Regions from separate parts of the Pan troglodytes genome. Here region 1 is linked to region 2. A link is a contact called in public Hi-C data. All regions are on one chromosome and are shown on one strand. The core of a region is the stretch at or near the end of the contact, and the rest is flanking DNA. Distances in the headings are between cores, read along the strand shown.

Region 1 (6,788 bases), core at 4,047-6,546, 130 kb before region 2:
TAGAGACGGGGTTTCTCCATGTTGGTCAGGCTGGTCTCAAACTTCCGACCTCAGGTGATCTGTCCGCCTCGGCCTCCCAAAGGTCTGGGATTACAGGCGTGAGCCACTGTGCCCAGCCAGGTTAAATCTATTAAATCAAACCTGTTAATTGTGGTGTTCAAAACAAACACACAAAAAACTACTTGCATGCTTTTGTATTTGAGACTTTTTTCTCTCTTTTTTTGAGACAGGGTCTCACTCTGTCGCCCAGGCTGGAGTGCAGCCCTTTTTTCAAGAAAAATATAACCTACTTGAAGGCTGCACAGGACATAGCTTGGCGAAGAGAGAGGCTGAAGGCAGAGAGACCAGTTAGGGGTGGGGAAGAGGAGTATAAGCCTTATCTGAGGAAGAATGCTAGAACGTAGGGGCTTAAGGGGAAAGCAGGGATGGAGGACCACTCTAGGTTGGAGGTCAGCTTTAAGCATGTTGTAGGGCACCAAGGAAAGATATCTAGTAGGCAGAGGGGTATGTAGGAGAGGCCTGGGTTGCAGTCTTAGATCTATGCATGATGCTGATGGCTGAAGTCATGTGCAAGGACAAAAATCACTAGAGTGCAGTGAGAAAAGGGCCAGAAATTGTGGTCTAAGACACTCCTGAATTGTAAATCAGACATTTAGTAACCTGCTCTATTAATACACATATGACTATGTCTCACCTTTCTAAGGATTTATCAGTGGCCTAAGGGGTATGACTAAGTCCTACCTCGCTACCATTGTCAGCCTAGTCCAAAACGTCTGTCCTCCTTCTGTCATCATGCCCACCAGGCATCCCTTTTTCTCTTGGGCACTGTTCAGTGTTCCAGGCCCCTTTTGACTAAGAAGGTAAAACTTAACCCCAAATCAGTTCATCCCAGAGCAGATTATAGCCAGTGGAAAGTGCAGGGGGCAGGTGGCACTACAAACAACCCTGATCTACTTGACTGTTTTGCCTGCCACCTGGCCTGTCCCAGGATGAAGTCATTCCTTTTCAGCATGCAGGTTTCAATGGGCTGGATTTCTGGGCCATTCACTGGCCTCACTTCCACCCCACGCAGATGATGGAACGGTAGGACTGTGATAGTGCTGCTGGGTGGAGAGGAGATCACACCCAGGAGGTGCCGAGGTTAGACATCAGGAAGGACTTTGCTGGTTTCACCTGGGCAACATTATATGAGAGGTCAATGTCCCAGGAGGCTTGGGATCCCTGAGGATGTGAAAAGAGAAGACAAAAGTTGTGTCCAAAATAGGGGAGGAAGGTGGACCACATTTGCATTATGGTGCCACACCACATGATGCCTTGTATTTTTCCGTTCCCTTCACTGACTGGGAACTCTCATAGGGAGCGGAGGGAGAGAGAGAAGAGAGAGAAATATAATTATATTTACCTAGTGCTTTGCAGCTTACAGACTGTTTTTCCATCCTTTAACCTTTCAGATTCAATTTTGTGGAGTAAAATGAGCATAGCAATAGTCATCACTTTACAGGGTTATTGGGAAATCAGATAAGGCCATGTAAGACACTGAGTACAGGGGTGGCTGGACCAAGTAGCGTTGTTATTCACTATCTCAGTGAATAACAAGTTTCACGACCCACGCGGTTGTCAGGGCAAGTGTGACTATCCCTGCCTTACAGATGAGTGGCGCCGCGACGGAACGAGCCTGGCTCAAGGTCACCCGGACACGGGGCAGTGGCGTGGGTCTGTCTGACACGCAGTCTGGTCACCCACCCGCCAGGACGCAGAAGCGCGGAGCAGTGGGGCCGGACGCCCGCCAGGGGGCGCGCGGGCCGGGTGACATCACCCCCTCCGCTCCTCGCGGCGGGATGGGGCAGGGGCCTGGTCCCCGTCGCACCTCTCGCCGCCCCCAGCCCCACGGTTCTCGGCTGTCCGCGAGGCTTAGGGACCCGCGTGGTGGTTCACGCTGGAAATATCTGGAGTAGGGGAAGTGAGGCTTTGGTCTCGAAGCTTCCGGGGACTGGAGATGCGGGGGAGGGGAATGAACGCAGGTGGGAAGGAGCCTGGAATAGGCTAGGTGGGGGAACGTGGGGTGCGGGGAGGGCCATCCTGAGGCTCATCCTGGTAACTGATAGCGCCACGTAGCTCTGGGGACCTCACCTCCTGCATCCATGCTCTCCCGCACTTAATTTCCTTAAGTCAACACATATGTCATCCCCTGGTAAGGACGAGGAGGCGGGGCCTAGGGGAGGAGTGACTAATCCGGGATCACAGCTGGTACAGGGCAAGCCCAGGAGAGAGGACAGAGGCCTTCGTGGGGCCCTGCTGACTCACATTTAGCGGTCACCCTGCAGTCTGTTGCCAGAATGCCAACTTGCTCACTTCCAGTGAGCACCAGGACTGCCAAGGCTGCAGAGGGCTCCGAGTGGGCACGTCCTCTCCCTGAGAGCATCTACACAGGAAGCCAGGTCATACCGAGATGGGCTGGAGGGGTCCAGCCCGGACATAAGGCCATTGATGAGGTTGGGGCCAGAGGGAGTTGGGCGCTGCCCATTTCCACCCTCAGTGCCAACCTGCCCCAGGAAACAGTTGGTCCCCAAGGGTTTGGGGGGACACTGCCAACCTGGCCTCTGAGTCAGATCTGCTGGCTGACCTGGGGACTGCCACTCTTCCTGTGTGTGAAGACTTGGCTTCCAGGCAGGGCTTGCTGGACAAACAGGCCTATTTCCTTAAGGTGACTGCGTTTTTCTGTTTACAACCATTTTGAATCACTGTCATAGTTTAACTCTAGTTAAACTTTAATTGGCGGCCAGGCGCGGTCATGCCTGTAATCTCAGCACTTTGGGAGGCAGAGGCGGGCGGATCATGAGGTCAGGAGTTCGAGACCAGCCTGGCCAACGTGGTGAAACCCCGTCTCTATTAAAAATACAAAAAATAGTCAGGTGTGGTGGTGCACGTCTGTAATCCCAGCTACTCAGGAGGTGGAGGCTGCAGTAGATCTTGGTGGGGCCAAAAAAAAAAAAAACACTTTGGCCAGGCATGATGTCTCACGCCTGTAATCCCAGCACTTTCGGAGGCCAAGGCAGGAGGATCACCTGAGGTCGGCAGTTTGAGACAAGCCTGACCAACATGGTAAAACCCCATCTCTACTAAAAATACAAAATTAGCCGGGCATGGTGACGCATGCCTGTAATCCCAGCTACTTGGGAGGCTGAGGCAGGAGAATTGCTTGAACCCAGGAGGCAGAGGTTGCAGTGAGCTGAGATCGTGCCATTGCACTCCAGTCTGGGCAACAAGAGCGAAACTCCGTCCCACCCCCAACCGCCAAAAAAAAAAAAAAAAAAAACAAACTTTTGGGTTCTCCTATCACACGCTCTCTGAGCCCTGGCTTTATATTGCCTCCACCATGGTCTTTCCATATTCATCTCAAAGAATAGATATACAGATACATTCTGACTCAAAGATTATACCTGAGGCTTCATTTCTATTTTCCAGGATGGCTAATTTACTACGGCTCTTAGCTTTTCAACTCTTTAAAGCCCCAACATTTCATCATAAAAGATTAAACAAGAGGGACATTCCTGTGTTGCAATGGCAGCCACTCCAGGGACAGCAGCTGAATATTGACTGTTTTGAGCAGAAATGTGACATGGAAGGTGATGACCAGCAGCAAGTGAGGGCAGCCAGGGATACCTGGAGGATTTTCATGCTCAGCCCTCTCTACCTTACAGGCAGCAAGGTGCTAGCAGCAAAGTGGAGGACCCAGAGGAGGCCCCTGCTCCCCAAAGGGCAGGGGCCTGCGAGCGCCCACTTGGGGTCGGGAGCCATCCCTGCAGCTGGGTGGGCAGGAGACCTTAGGAGCTGCTTTTCCTAACCTCCTCACCCCTTCCAGGTTTACCTGTGAAAACACTGAGGTCAGGAGAATGAAGAGACTGACATTTTTTAGCATTTGTGTTTTAAAATTTTGTGGAGAAAATATTCTAGTAATTTCCTTCAACATCAATTTAAGTACAGGAAGGGAGAAAGGAACGGTATCCTTAATAGTTTTTCCTCTCAAATCAGTGCTGGGGTTGAGAGGAACCTACTTAACATCCCCATCTCTATCCCAGGGTCACAAGCAAGGTGTGCTACCACACGGCTGGAGTGGGGCATGTGAAGACTGTAGAGATGAATTCCGCCTTGGGATAAGCATGTGCTGTCAAGCCAATATTTTCCAAGTACCTCTGGGAGGCAGGTATGACATAGCTTGAAAAGCCAAAACAGGAGTAACCTTAACCTAACCTTAACCTAAAAAACATGACAGTGTGATAGCTGGAGTAAGATAAGAACATGATAGAAAAGTCACAAAATTATGAAAGCTCTGAGGTGCAAAGAAATTGCACAAACTGGCTGTTGGTGGTGGAGGATCAGAAAACGCTCAGGACACAGGTGCATGCTCCAGAGAGCAAGCAGCACCTGCTAGATTCACTTTCAGATTATTCTTGTGGCCATGTGTGGGATGGACTGGAAGAGACCTGGAAGCCCCAGTGGGCCAGGCAGGAGGTGGTAAAGCAACCTCAGGAAGAAATACAGAATCCTGAGGCACTGCTGGTGCTGAGGAAGGAAACCAATAGGGTTCTTTGGGGTTGGGTACAACAGAGGACTGAGGACGAGAAAGAGCTCAGGTTTGTATGTTCAGCTTGACTCACTGCCAAACAGCACTGCAGACTGGGGGAAGGACACTCAGGGAACCCCTCAGCTTTTGAGCCTGATCCAAAAGGAATACCTTGTTTTCCAGCACCGCAGATAAATACTCTGGTCTGACAAATGATTAATAGCACATGAACTTCAGTTCCCAGTGCCCTGGTATACTTAGCTACCCCATTAGGGCTTCAGAGCTGATCAAAGAGCCTTAAAAATGCGCTAACAGCCCTTAATGAGGCCTGAAGTTCTCAATTAAATTAAACTCCAGTGAGAAAGGAAGCGCTGACAAAGGTGCCAACTCTGTAGCCATCTGCTGGCCAGGGCTGAGTGAGCAGCCTGCGCTGAGAATTCAGGAATGTCTTCTGCTTTCTGGGAGGAGTCTGAGACTTGTGGGAGGGTAAGGAATGCAGATTGCAGGGGTGCTGCACTGTGGCCAGAGCTCTGGTCTCACTTCCAGTCAGGTCATTCTTGAGATGGGGGTCCCAGTGGTAGGGCCTTCTCCACTGAGACACTCATAGCTCCATATCAACCCACCCCTCCCTAGGCCAGAGTTTGTGTTGAGAAGGGAAGGGTTGGTTTCACTGTGCAGACACACAGGGCCCTTGTTCCCCAGGAAGTCTGGCAGGCTGAGCTTTGGTGTTAGGGCTGCATGCCAGGTAGGGGAGAACCCTCAGGCCTCGGCCTCTTCCTGCCTGGTGGTATGGGAGTATGGCCAGGAGCTGGCCAGTTTTGCAGAGTTCATTGCTGGGGCTGGGGACAGAGTGGAGGGGCTGGCAGTGAAGACAAAGGAAAGATGGGGAGCTATCTCCATCCTCTGTCCTATGAAAGAAAGAATGAAGCAGCAAAGAAAAACCCATTCTTAGTCTTGGCTGACAGTCTTGGTGTTCTGGTTCCAGGCCTGTCCCTCCCCTGTGGCCCCAGCAGGGGGCATTGCAGCCCCTCTGAGGCCAAGAGGACTACTCCCCTCTCCTCCCCCTTGGACCCAGGTCCAGTCCTGGCCAGGGCCCAGCTGGGTCATGCTCATCTCCCAGACTCAGGCTGCCAGCCCTCTACCCACTCCAGGGCATGAAGCCACGGCTGGAGGACACAGGGAGCCATGGAGAAAAAAACAAGAAAGGTTTATTTAAATCAGAGAGCCTCTGAAGGCACCTGGTTTCTGTCAAATATATTTTTTAAAAAGGCAGTAACGTGGCAACTGTACAGGGTGCATGATGGGTAAGAACTGGGCATGGGGGGACATGGAGAGAACACAGAGGAGGAGGCGCAGGGGAGAATGGAGTATATCAGGTCAAACCATACAACGGTCAGACCCAGCTCCTAGCCACCCCAGGACAGGCAGACAGTCTGACAGACACGGACGCAGACACACAGACACATACACAGAGACACACGTGTTCTCCAAGCCCAAGAGCCTCCACTGGCCTGCACAAGCAGGGATCAGTCAGAGCCAAGAGTGGAGAAACTCAAGCAAATGCCGAGGCTACACCCCATCCCTCGACTCTGAGCCCCAAGCCCACAATGTCCCCACTGTCCGTCCAAAGGCTCCCTCCCCAGGGCCTGGAGATCCGGGCCCAGCACACGCCGTGGAAAGCAGAAGTCAGAAGAAAAAACCACCAGACCACTCAGGATCACCCCTGGCAGAAGGAAGGGGCAGGAGGCAGACAGGGAGGGAGGCAGGCAGTCCTTCTGTCCATCCTTTGTCACACAATTGCCCGGAACAGGAAGGAGAAAACAGCCCCCAGTGCCAGACCCAGACACAGGAAGAAGGCCATGATGGCTCCTGCGGTCTCTGCCTCAGCCGGCTTCACTTTCCTAAGCGGGGAAGGAAGGGCAAGGCTACCTCAGAATGGCTGTACCCCAGCCCAGAGCCTCTGGGTGGAAGGAGGGGTGGGGTGGAGCAACTTGACTGTCGAACCTCATTCTGTTGATCAACCCATCCTGGCTGCCTAACCCCAACCTGGCTTCTCCTCCTTGAGGGAATGTGTATGGTGGGGTTGTCTTTCACTCCTTCCTGCAAACCTGTCTCCACCTCCACCCAAGTAACCTTGGCGCCCCCCTCCACCACAGTCACTATCCCCTCAGCTGGGAGCCCCTCCTGAGCCATCTCTCCTCTCAGCTCTGGGAGCAGGGACTCT
Region 2 (6,113 bases), core at 767-3,266:
GTGCTTCTAATCATGAGGTCACCCAACGACAGGCTGGGGAGAGAGGCGCAGTAAGCCAGGGTGGAGCGCTGGAGAAGCCGATGTTTAGGAGGCAGGTGGGCAGGAAGAAGCTGGGTGGGGAGTCAAGAAGACAGTCAAGGAGATGGGAGGAGGACTGGGGAAGTGGAGTCCTGGAAGCCAGGGAGGCGATGTTCCAAGAGGAAGTGGTCAACCTCAACAGATGAAGTGAGGCCTGTGGAGGGACAGGTGGAGTGGCTACAGGCCGTCACTGGTGAAGCAGTGGGGTCAGGCAGCCTGTGGTGGGGTGAGAAGGGGGAAGTGCAGGTGACTTCTGCAAGAAGCTTGGCTGAGAAGGGAAGGAGAGAGATGGGCTGTAACTGGAGGTCGACATAAGGATTTTAGGATGGGAGACACCTGAGCAACTCTTCTTGTAGACAGGTGGTTCTCCCCTTGTTTCGAGGGGGTCTTTGGTAAGAATATGTTGGCACAGTAAGTTACTAAGAGATCAATATCATCAGCAAGAGAAGGCCCACTAGTATGGTCTGCATTTTACCCTGAAGGCTGTCCGGTGACGCCCAGACCCAGGGAATTGGGATCAGGCTGCCTGATGGAGAGCCTAGGCTCTGCATGGAGACCCCTGGGGGGACCCCTGGGGCTTATCTGACTTGGACGAAGGTTGATTTGATGGGGAAAGTAAACAACTATTTGATGCCATCCCTGGACGCTATTTCTGACCATCTACTAGAGGCTTTGTGCCCTTCAGATACTGTGAATGCTGTCAGGGGCTTACAGCAGCAGTGATCACATTCACTAAACACTTCCTAGCCCAGTCCTAAGCATTTTATGTGCCCAGTATAATCTTATCTTCCCAGCGGCCTCATGAGGTAGGTTCTGTCAGCATCACTGGGTTTCGCCCTGTGCTACAGGCACAGGAACCAAAGCTCAGAGAGGTGGGGTAACTTGTCTAAGGTCCCAGGCCTGGGAAACGGTGACGCTGGGCTGCCTAACCGCGCTGCAGTGCCACTGCACCATAGTTGGTGGTGGTTTGTGAGTGGAAGTCGGGGTGGGGGTCAGTGGTGACTGATAGAAGGAGACCCCAGCAGAGCAGGAAGCAGGAGAATCTGAGCAAGCGAAAGGGCACCTCATTCCCTGAGCCTGGTGGGGGGACTGGGTGCTCAGAGAGGTAAGCTTGTATGTTAGTTGGGAAAGGGGGGTTGTCTACTGGGAGTGAGGGGAAGGGTGGGAGGGGAAAGATGGGGCCAGCGCCAGAGGGAAGGTGAGGATGGAGAAAGGGTTATCAGTGTACTGAAGGCGATATGCCCCGTGATCTCCCCCGACAGAGAAGAGTTCTGTCCAGCATTGCTTGGTGGCCAAGTGAGGGAGGAGAGAAGGTGGCTGGAGATATTTTGGGTCTGAGTCGGCAGGGTAGGGGATGTGGCCCCTCTCAAAGGGTTTGCTGCCCAGGACAGGGTCAACTATGCCTTTCTCCACAATTTCTGGTCTTGAGCACAGCTCTTCCTGGGTGCCCTGTACAGGGCTCTACTCAGTGAAGTGCCACCGACTCCAGGGGTGTGTCGTGTCTGACCTTGGTGGAGGGCAAGGAATGTGTCTTTTTGTATCCCCAGTGCCTAGAACAATGCTGGCACCTGGAAATATTGCTTGAACCTAACTGTCTTGTTTTTGTCTTCCTGTGAGTTCAAGGACAGGAGCAGTGCTTAACACACAGTAGGTAATGGAATATTTGTTCCAGCAGCCTGGACACTCAAGGGGAGAAGCCAGGGCTGCTGCTGCCTCTCTGGAAACCCTGTCTTCCCTTTGGTTTCTGCCTCTCCCAACCCACGTGTACACACATACACATGCCAACACATACACACTCAGACACAGGCTCATACTCAGACATGCATACTCATTCACACACTTACATATATGAGCACACAACACATGCACACTTGCATGCACACACTATTTCAGTCAGAGCTGCTCCTGCAGAGTCTCTCCAGTCCCAGGGCCTGTCCTGCAGCCTCCTAGTGGCACTGCTGTGGTATGACCTGGAGAGCCTGGACAAGGACTCTTCTCAGTGTATTCACTCCTAATTTGTCCATGACAGATTTAGGCTCAGAGCTCAAGGGGGTTGCAGACTCTGGGTGAGCCTTTGTCCCTGCCCTTGAGAAGGTCCCAGTTGCCTAAAGCTCTTGGCCAGAACTTAAGGAAACCAAGGGCACAGGTGCATAGCAGTACCTACTGTGCCTGCTAGATGCTTGGTGCAAGGGATTTTGTTTACTCCTTACAACAACTCTATGAAGCAGGTTTTACTCACCTCAGTTTGTATTGTGGAAACTGAAGCTTGGTTGTTAATTAATTGCCCCAAATTGCATAGTAATGGATGGAGCCAGGATTTAGGCCTGGGTCTGACTCCAGAGGTCCTTTCTTTCAGCACTAGATGGAATCCTTGTTGACAGAACAAGGGGGAGAAGAGGCTTTATGTTGCCCAGCTTGTCCTTTTGAGCACATAACATCGTATATGAGCCAGAACATAAAGGTATGAAAGTTAATACAGGTCGGTACTTCTTAGCTTTTATGGGCCCTTCGAAAACCTGAAACTTGCTAAGGGTTGTGGACCCTTTCCCCAGATAGTGCATATATGCAGAGGCATACATAGGTTACTCTGGGTACAATTTCAGGGATTTGAGGTCCCCCTGAAACCTCCAGTGGTTCCCAAGTTGAGAACCCCTGTGAGAGGTGTTTGCTAACAATGTGACAGATGAGAAGAGATGACTGTCCATGCCCTGCACAGAGCACATACCACAGTGCCCAGAGAGGTCTGTACATACTCCTTTCAGCCTGTTTTTAATAGAATTGGAAACAATCTGAATAGCCATCAGTAGGGGCCTGGGTAAATAAGCAAAGTCCATGTGTGCCATGGAGTAGCACACAACTGTTCCAAGAAAGGATGGTGTAGGTATAGATAGATGTAGCTCTCCAGGACATATTGTTGAATGGAAAAAAGCCTGTTGAAGAGTGATATACCTCACACATTATTGTGGGTTTTTTTTTTTTTTTTTTTTTTTTTAAGACAGGGTCTCACTCTGTCACCCAGGCTGGAGTGCAGTGTGCAATCTCAGCTCACTTCTACCTCCATACGCTGGGTTCAAGGTGTCTCAACCTCCTGCATAGCTGGGATCACAGGCCACCATGCCCAGATAATTTTTGTATTTTTAGTAGAGACGCGTTTTCGCCATGTTGACCAGGCCGGTCCTGAACTCCTGGTCTCAACTGATTCACCCGCCTTGTTCTCCCAAAGTGCTGGGATTACAAGCATGAACCACTGTGCCCGGCCCCACACACATTATTTATGTAAAATCACTTAACAACATTATTTCCTACAAATACAGAAAAATTTATGGGACTGGGTGCAGTGGCTCACACCTATAATCCCAGCACTTTGGGAGGCTGAGGTGGGTGGTCACTCGAGACCAGGAGTTCGAGACCAGCCTGGCCAACATGGTGAAACCCCGTCTCTACTAAAAATACAAAAATTAGCTGGGCTTGGTGGTGTGCACCTGTAATCCCAGCCACTTGGGAGGCTGAGCATGAAGATCACCTGAACCTGGGAGGCAGAGGTTGTGGTGAGCTGTGATATCACACCACTACATTCCCTGCACTCCAGCCAGGGCACCAGAGCAAGATACCCTGTCTCAAAAAAAAAAAAAAAAAAAAAAAGGCAAAAAAGCACAAGAATGATACCCAAGACAGTGCTAATAGTGGGAGTTCCTTTGGGGAGGAGGGAGGTAGAAGGTTCCTGGTCAAAGGTGACACAGCTCTGTAGTGCTTTAATTTTTTAATAAAGAGACTATATCTCTCTACTATTTGTGTACTTAAAATCACAAATAATTTTAAAATGCAATGCACATACCATGTGTATGGGGGAATGAGGGCAAGAGGAAGGGATTCTGAAGGAGGTGGTGTGGGGTAGAGCTTTTATATCAGACAAGCCTGTATTCCAGTCCTGACCTTGACAATTACCTGCCAATGACTTCAGGCAAGTCACCTTACTCTCTGAGTCTCAGCCTCCTCATTTGAGAAGTGGGGATGACAATGTCTGCCTTCCAGGGCTCTTGTGTGGATATGGAGTAGGCCATAGAATTATTGGCACATAGTAGGTGCTCAGCATATCAATCATAGCCATTATTGTTATTTCAAATTTCAGCCAAAAATAATCACTTGAGCTTTTAGTAGGTGACAGTTGGATTAAGGACATTGGGACTATATCTGGTTCAATCAGGGATGACTTCCTGGGGGAGGAGGAGCTTGAGCTGCTTAAATATATGTGGGAAGTGGGGCAGCATTGAGTTAGAGAGAGGGCTGTGTGCAGAGGCCAGGGAGGGATTATGCCTGTGTGCCTATTATTAGTAATGATATTACTTATTTCCATATTATAGACAAAGAGGGAGAGTCCAAGTAACTTGTCCACAGACACATAGCTAGTAAGTGTAGGGTGTTCACATGGAAGGGATGGGCAGAGGAAGAGAAATGGGAAAATGCAGGAAACCTGGATAGTTCTGTGGGAGGAGAAGGGAGAAAAAGAATGGGCTTTGTAATCAGGCTCCTGAAGAGAGGGATGTGGGGGATTTAACAGGCCAGCCATTGCCCTTTACTTAAAAAAAAAAATGCCCAGGGGAGATGTAGGACCTTAAGGTCTTACCTTTGCAAGACGCTCTTGACAGAGGCCACTGGCTCTCCATCTCCCTTGGGCCCAAGCAGAAAGGATTGGGGCCCCTCCCCACAGGAAGGGGTGCTAGGCTGATTAGTCCTAGGAGGCTGGGCGTCTTTTCCCCAGGAACCCTCCAAGAACTGGGTGGGTTGAGAGCTGGCTGGCAGTACTGTGCCAAATGAAGTCGCTGCATGCCCTGTAACCTGGCAATTCCGCTTCTTAGGTTTTCAGGCCGAGCTGTAACGGTTCCTGTCAAGGACGGTTATGGCAGGGTTGCTGGGGTGTTGGAGGGAACTCGGGTGCCTGTCGCCCTCAGAGTGGGTAAATAAATGTGGAAGGTGCCCACCAGAAACTAAATGTGCCCACAGCAACATGAATGAGGTTTAAAAATACAGTGCTGAGCAAAAACAATTAAGAAATATATCTATAATGTGTGTGTGTGTGTTATTTATATATATATATATATATATACATTACTAATTGTGAAACTAAAAAATACATGCACTTGTTTTGCAAGGACACATACAAATGGTTGGCTATGGGTTAGGATGAGGAATGAGAATAAAGATGAGATAAATGCAGAGTGTGGTGAAATCCAGTTCCTCTGCAGGTGGAAAGGGTGGCCAAGCGGTCAACCCACATTTCTGTGCACATTGTGCCATCTAGTGGGCAAAGGGGCTTTCAGCTGCCCTGGTCCTGGAGCTGGTGCAACTATGGCACCATGACATCCTGGGCAGGTGCTGTCTCAGCTGGGACCCCGGAGCAGAGGTGAGAGGTGAGCACTGCCTGTCAAGTGGGGGCCAGGCACAGTCTGCTGTAGGCCTGGCCAGTGGGGCTGGTAGCCATTTCTGTTGCAGCAGGGAGGAGGGTTCAGACAGGCCTGCCTGCCTCCAGGAGCTGTCTGATGTCAGGGCTGGCTCTTCACCGCCTGCTATGGCAGGCAGGCAGGTGGTTCCTGAGGAGGGAGTGGCTGAGACTCTGATGCCAGATTTTCACATGTAGCCCTCCCTTCTGGCAGGAAAGAGAGCATCTGGCAGGATCATTGTGAAAGCAAAGAGGAGAGAGGAGAGCAGGTAGAGACACTCAGAGTCTAGAGAGAGCAATGACTACCTTGAGGCGGAGTACAGAGGACAGACCCTGGCACCAGACTGCCAGGGTTCACATCCCTTGGGCAAGTCCCCTGTGCATCAGTTTCCCCTCCTTGGAATGTAATAGTACCTACCTTGTAGGGATGAAGTGAGTCAAAATAAAGCACTTAAAACAGGTCCCCTTTCTGGGTCAGGGCTGTGTAAGTGTTGTCCACTCTCAGTATCTGAGGTTCACCCAACTCCTGTAAAGCCAGCACCCTGCTCTCATCCTTCATGAGAGTCATGGGGCATGAACAGAATGCCCTGGGCTGATG

What was found. Hi-C and Micro-C count contacts between places; a contact is called where the count stands out from the background.
Region 1: a contact with region 2 is called in a Hi-C map of induced pluripotent stem cells, with 2.7 times the contacts expected there. The contact joins two enhancer-like sites. A contact is called at or near these places in 2 of 7 Hi-C or Micro-C datasets (induced pluripotent stem cells and stem cell-derived neural progenitor cells) and 1 of 1 other capture datasets (stem cell-derived neural stem cells).

The regions. Positions count from the first base shown.
Region 1 is chr5:50,129,384-50,136,171 of NHGRI_mPanTro3-v2.0_pri, reverse strand. It overlaps SLC29A1 (solute carrier family 29 member 1), which reads right to left. Exons shown (of 13, transcript XM_009451358.4): 13 at 5,755-6,465. The coding sequence ends at 6,354. Among named protein-coding and RNA genes, the nearest start is that of HSP90AB1, 11 kb to the left of the region's middle. Within about 2 kb of position 5,296, at least 14 of the 24 cell types and tissues checked have an H3K27ac peak or open chromatin away from gene starts, as enhancers often do. A contact at or near this core is called in induced pluripotent stem cells, where this site is marked.
Region 2 is chr5:49,992,939-49,999,051 of NHGRI_mPanTro3-v2.0_pri, reverse strand. No RefSeq gene overlaps it. Among named protein-coding and RNA genes, the nearest start is that of TMEM63B, 28 kb to the left of the region's middle. Within about 2 kb of position 2,016, at least 1 of the 24 cell types and tissues checked has an H3K27ac peak or open chromatin away from gene starts, as enhancers often do. A contact at or near this core is called in induced pluripotent stem cells, where this site is marked.